Regions from separate parts of the Macaca mulatta genome. Here region 1 is linked to region 2. A link is a contact called in public Hi-C data. All regions are on one chromosome and are shown on one strand. The core of a region is the stretch at or near the end of the contact, and the rest is flanking DNA. Distances in the headings are between cores, read along the strand shown.

Region 1 (3,125 bases), core at 132-2,631, 37 kb before region 2:
GGCCCCCGGGCGGAGCCTTTGTCTCCCGCAAGCCCCTTCCCCTGGGTTAGCGTTCCCCACTCCCGCCCAGCCCCAGGCGTCCGGCTAAAGTTGAGGGGCCTTGGCGGGACCCAGCCCCGCCCCTGCGACCGGCGTCCCCCACCCGCCCGCCGAAGGGGCCGCGAGGCTGAGGTCGGGGACTCGGGATCTTCACCCGCAGCGCGAACTCTCGCCCCGTCCGGGGACCCACACCCACCTGGAAGCCTGCGCCGCAGCCGCCTCGGCACGCTCACCCCGGCGGCCCGGCCGCGGGCCCTCCGGCCGGCGCTTTTCTCCCGGCGGCGCGGCCCGCCCCCCGGTCCCCGCCCGCAGCCGGGCTCCCCCCTGCCGGGCGCCGGGTGGCTGCTCGGGCCAGCCGCGGGGCGGCTCAGGGAGTGTCGCCAAAGTGCCAGCCTCTCCCGGCGCGCGCCCCGCCCGCGGAGCCCGAGCCGAGCCCGGGTTCCACTCTAGGGAGCGTCTCAAAAGTGCGCAGCTCCTGCCCCCTCCAGTAGGCTTCCCTCACAGCTTCCTGCATCCCGGATCCCTGCCCCCTCCCCCTGCGCGCCCCAGCAATCTAAGCAGATGGCCTCACTGTCGGGAACATCTGGAGGTCGCCGGAGTACGTGCCTCTGTGTGTGTGTGTGTGTGTGTGTGTGTGTGTGTGTGTGTGTGTAGAGAGAGGGAATTAGTTGCTAGTAAGGAAGAGATGGGGTGGGTGGGTGAGGGCTTCCTCTTTGCTTGTTCACCGCCCTCCCCGTTTTTTTTTAAAGAGTGAAAGAGGTTCAGGGACGACAGGGAGCCAGAAACCAAGAATCTGAAGCAAGAGAAAGACTGGCTGAAAGACGAACCCACAGAGAAGAGAGAGCCCGGCTCAGGCAGAAAAGCTGGCAGGAGAGGAGAGAGAAAGTCAACAGATTGAGTTTTTCTTTTATGGAGGAAACCATTAGCTTCTGGTTAGAGTTCTAAGAAGGGAAACTGGCGTATGAGTAGGCAGCAGTTTCAATCTATTCCCCCTGCTGCAGCTCTTGGGCTCTCACCCCTCTTTATGCTAAAAAGAAAAAAAAAAAGGCAAGGGCGGGGGACAGGAAAGCATCCAAGACACTTTAAAATGAGGGTTTGCAGGAGAAATGACCTGGTGGACGCATTCCCTAGGAGGGGAGAGTTGGGTGTGTGGGTGGCTCCCAGTGTACACACCCAGACAATGCCTACCTCGGGAGAGGGGCAGTTCACAGGTGGGGGAGTTGATAGAGGCTTTGGTCTTGGGCCCTGGACCTCCCAGGAGCTTCTCCCAGACTTTGGAGGGCCTCGGGGTGCAGAAATTGGGCAACGTCCCCCCTGCAGTGGCCCAGACTCGTTAACACACCCAGTCTGTTTGCTGCTTCTTTCCTTATTACTTTTTCTTATTAAGTAAATTTAAAATTAAAAAAAAAAAAAAGGAGTTGCTTGGGCCTGGGTGTGTGCACGCATGCCAGTCTACTTTGGGAAGAAGGAAGACACTAGAGAGATGGTGAGGTAGGAGTAGAGGCCACTACCCTAGGCCTCAGGCCAGCAAAGTCATCTGCTGCCCAGAAAACAAACTGGTCTTACAGGTCCTCCATGCATTCAGAGCCATTGTGTGGTCTTGGGGATGCACTTGGTTTGAGACCTGTGGACCCTGCCAGTTAGGGATGTGCAGAGAAAAGGCTGGGAGCCTGGTCTCATATGTGTGGAAGCAGGGAGAGCTCCCCTCTCTCCTTTCCATTCATCGTCCTCACCTGATTAGAATCCCAGCTTTCAGAACTAGGAGGCCTTCTGTGATCATCCAGCTCACACTCCTCATGAGTCTTTGGGATGGCACCATGGGCCCTTTGGTGTCCAATGTCTTCCTCACTGTTGGGCTTAAAAGGGCTGCAGGGATTCAACTCCACAACCCCTGGGACCCATAGAGAGGAGTCAGGCCCCTCCCATTTCTCACCTTCCCATTCCTCCCCTCTCTAAAGGCTCCCTGCCTAGATGGGAGAGAGACCTGGATGGGAGCATCGGGTGAAGGCCAAGCTTGGTCAGGATTCAGTTTCCAGCCCTGCCACTTACCAGTTCTGGGTAACTTTAGGCAAGTTACCTAACCTCTCTGAGACTCAGTTTCTGCAACTGTAGAAGAGGCTATTCTGAGGAATAAACAAGGTAATTTAGGTAAAGCATTAGTCTGGCTCACAGGAAGCTCCTTTGTGTGGTTGTTAAATGTCTTCCGTCAGGAGCTGGGGTAGAGGTTGGCAAGCCCAGCAGGCTTGGGAGGGGAGCATGCCTGGGAATGGCCTCCGTACTCCCTGGCTTGTCTGGCTTATATTCCTGCTGCTTCCTCCCCTCCCATAGGGACATTCTTTGGAAGGAATGGCACCCCCCTCCCCTTGCCCTGGACTGACGATTTCCATCCTCTACTCCATGTGGAATTGTTTAGTGAGTCTCAAGTTCAGCATCTGAGAACTGGAGATGAAAAGACCCAACTGCCCGGGAACTCAGGGAAGCTAACTCCCACTGCATTGTGTGTGCAGGGTCTAGCCAGCTGCGCTGGAGGCTCCAGACCTCACGTTTAACACAAAAGTGATCAACAACCCTTCACACTTTGGCTGGTAGCTGGCAGCAGTTTCTGAGCACTTCCACATTCATCATTTCCTTTGATCTCCCCTTAGGGAGAGGTGGCCTTGAGGGGCTTCAGCTGATGGATCTCCATGAACTTTACCCACCTCCCCTCATAACTGTGCCTCCAGTTGAGAATCTCTGTGCCTCTAGACTCTCCTCTCCTTTCTACTGTCCACATTCCAGCAAGAGTGCCCTTTCTAAACTGCAGATCTGCAAAATGGATCATGACACTTGCCTGCTTAAAACCTTTCAATAGCAAAAGCCAAACTGCTTGGCGTAGCATTCAAGGCCTGTGTGATATGCCCCCACCTCACTTTCACTCTCCAGCATCAGTTCTGGCCACCCCCTCACACACGTCTCAAGCTCTAGTCCCCTAGTCACCTGGAAAGAAGGGAAGGGAGGTGGACCTTCTCCATTCAAGTCTGTTCAGTGTCCTCGCCCCCGGGGAGCTCTCTCTCTGGTGAACTTGGCCTCTCCGTCTGTGATATTGC
Region 2 (2,974 bases), core at 109-2,608:
GCCCTTATCTTCTCGGACAGAGAAGCAGAGAGAGGGTGGCACACGGGGTGGGCCGCTGTCACAGTGTGAGAACCGTTTATTGCAGCTGGGGTGGCCTTGGGTGATGTAGGGCAGGGCATCAGAGCATCTGCAGCACTGGTCTCCTGCCTCAGTCTCCCCTCTCTCACCTCTCTCTGACCAGCAGCTGGAGGGGTGTTTCTGAGACGGTGTCTCAGGCTGCACTGGTATGCAAATGGGGAAGCAGGCAGAAAAACAGAGGGACAGACTGGCTCCTACAGGGGTCTTATAGAGGGACTGGCGCATGGTCCATGGGCTGCCTTGGGTCTGAGTTCACCCCTAACTGAGCTGGACTGGGTTGAAACAGGCCGAGGGTCTGTGATCAAATACCAGGATTAAATCTCAGGACATCAGATTTTATTTTATTTTAAAATAAAATGTGGTATTTATTTATTTATTTATTTATTTATTTTAACCTTTATTTTAAGGTTAGCTAAGGCTGACCTTAGCTTCGGATGAGAGAGGCGGGTGGCCCAGGAGGCCCAGGGAAGCCACCTGGGAGTTCGCACTGCCATAGGCAATCCACAGGCGGAGCAGAGGGAGTTTCCCTGTGCTGTTTGGCTAAGATATGAAAGTCATGAGGATGTATTTAAGTCGGCATTGATGCCAATTACTATCCTCATCTATGTCTGCAGAACTTAACAGAAAAAAACAATATGCCACTATTGGAGTATTGCCAGTGTTGGAAAATAAGTGAGTAAATGAGAGTCTCATGTGTGTCATGGGTTCGGCTGAGGAGGCAGCGTCTGGATGCCAGTGACTTCCCCAGCAGCCTCGTGGCTCGCCTCGCTCATGGGCCTCTCAGAGGAGCCGGGCTGCTGGGGTTCCCCGCTGACTGGGAACAGGATGTGTGGCCTTCAGCCAGAATCCCTTCGGGATCCTCTTGAAGGAGCAAGTTTTCTTATGTGCTGATTAGATAATTAGTCCAACAGCCATTCCCTGGTGCCAGGTCCTGGGCTGGGACGTGGGACCCGGAGATGGTTCAGACATGATTTCTGCTCTCAGAGGGATCACAGTCCAGGCTGTCTGAGGTGGGAGCAGAGTTCTGTGCTTCGATAGAGGTGACTTGCTGAGTCAAGGGAGACTTCCTAGAGGAGGTGACATATGAGATGGGTACGGGTATGAGTACGAGTAGAAGTTTGCTGGGTGGGCATAATGGGGCGTAGGTGGGGAGAACAAAGCATTCTTTTAACTCCATTTATGAAGCACCTACTCCACATGTCAGGACCCCGTCAGGTATAATGTGCATAAAAATGATAAACACAAGAATCCTGGTACTGAGGAAGCTGAGGCCCAGAGAGGCAAAGTGACATGCCCAGAGTCACACAGCACATCAGGGGCAGAGGGAGGACTCGAAATCTCCAAGTCCAAACCTTTTCCCACCCTTACTGGGCATGACCTTGGAGGACAGCACCGGGCAGCTGGTGAGGACACAGTACCCACTTGGGTTTGCTGAGCCCACCCCTCTATCTCTGACGAATTAGCACAAATAGATGTTGGGTATGTCTCAACTTCTTGTTTGTTTGTCGTTTTTGTTTGAGACGGAGTCTCACTCTGTCGCCCAGGCTGGAGTGCAGTGGTATGATCTTGGCTTACTGCAATCTCCACCTCCCGGGTTCAAGTGATCCTCCGGCCTCAGCCTCCCGAGTAGCTGGGATTACAGGCGCCTGTCACCACACCTGACTCATTTTTGTATTTTCAGCAGAGACAGGGTTTCACCATGTCAGCCAGGCTGGTCTCAAACTCCCAACCTCAAGTGATCCACCTGCCACAGCCTCCCACAGTGCTAGGATTATAGGTGTGAGCCACTGAGTCCGGCTCAGATAAGCCTTAATTTCTGTGTTGTCTCACTCCACCTCTCAGGTTGGGGACTGTGAAAATGTCTGCCCACAGGTAGGGCCGTGGCAATTCTCCAGGGTAGGTGGACTCGGAGAAAGGTTTTGCTGAGACAGCTGGAGGAGGCCAAGCCCAAGAGAACATTAGTGTATCAGGTGTGGTATCGGATCAGGGTCTGAGCCGGAATGCAGCTCTGTGTCACCTGCATAGTTCAGGTAGGGTCGGGGGAGAACAAGGCCAGAGGCAGGGGATGGAGGCTGAAGTATACCATATTTGTATGACTTAGCATCAGAAGTCACATAGCATCACTTTGACCATACCCTACTGCTCAGGGCCGTCACAAGCACCTGCCCAGGTTCAAGGGGAGAGGACATAAACTCTACCTCTTGTTGGGGAGTGGCAGGGTTCTAAAAGCGCATGTGAGATGGGAGCTCTTGTTGCAGTCATCTCTGGAAAAGGCAATTTGTGACACCCACTTTGTGGCTTGTATTTTCACTTTCTTTATGATATATTTTGACGAACAGAAGTTCTAAACTCTACAGTAGTCAAATTTATTGCACTTCTTCCTTTATGTTTGCATTTTCTTATGTCTTGTTTAAGAAGTTCTTCCATGGCTTAAATTCACAAAGGAATGTTCCTATATTTTCTCTTAATATTAACAAAAAAAGTTGGTTCTCACATGTTAAGCCCTTAATCCACCTGGAATTGATTTTTGTGTGTGGTGTAAGGTGCAGATCACATTTCATTTTTTCCAGAAGTGTCAGCACCATTCAGTGACTCGTTCTTTCTTCATCTGCAATGCAGCTGTCATTTATCAAGTTTCCATATGTGCAGGGGCCTATTTCTGGGTCTCCATTCTGTTCCATAAATCTGTTTATTTGCCACCTCTGCCGGCGGCCACACTTTCTTAATTTCTGTGGTTTTATGGTAAATCTCCATAGCTGGCGGGGCAGGACTTCTCACCTTATTTTTCTTCTTTGGGAGTATCTTGCCCTTTGCTCATCTATTTTAAAAAAAAAAAAAAGTTAGAATCAACTTGCAAAATTCTCCAAGAGAGCTCCTGGAATTTTGATTGAAATAA

Evidence for each region. A called contact is a pair of places that touch in the nucleus more often than the background predicts.
Region 1: a contact with region 2 is called in a Hi-C map of fetal cortical plate, with 1.8 times the contacts expected there. The contact joins the promoter of TSKU here to the enhancer-like site in region 2. A contact is called at or near these places in 6 of 14 Hi-C or Micro-C datasets (blood, cortical neurons, fetal cortex germinal zone and 3 more).

What each region holds. Positions count from the first base shown.
Region 1 is chr14:77,183,732-77,186,856 of T2T-MMU8v2.0, reverse strand. It overlaps TSKU (tsukushi, small leucine rich proteoglycan), which reads right to left and starts at 1,381. Exons shown (of 2, transcript XM_077963942.1): 1 at 1,228-1,381. LOC106993392 (a long non-coding RNA gene) reads left to right here. Exons shown (of 7, transcript XR_013404192.1): 6 at 1-649; 7 at 789-1,234.
Region 2 is chr14:77,146,660-77,149,633 of T2T-MMU8v2.0, reverse strand. No RefSeq gene overlaps it. Among named protein-coding and RNA genes, the nearest start is that of TSKU, 37 kb to the left of the region's middle. Within about 2 kb of position 1,358, at least 5 of the 40 cell types and tissues checked have an H3K27ac peak or open chromatin away from gene starts, as enhancers often do. A contact at or near this core is called in fetal cortical plate, where this site is marked.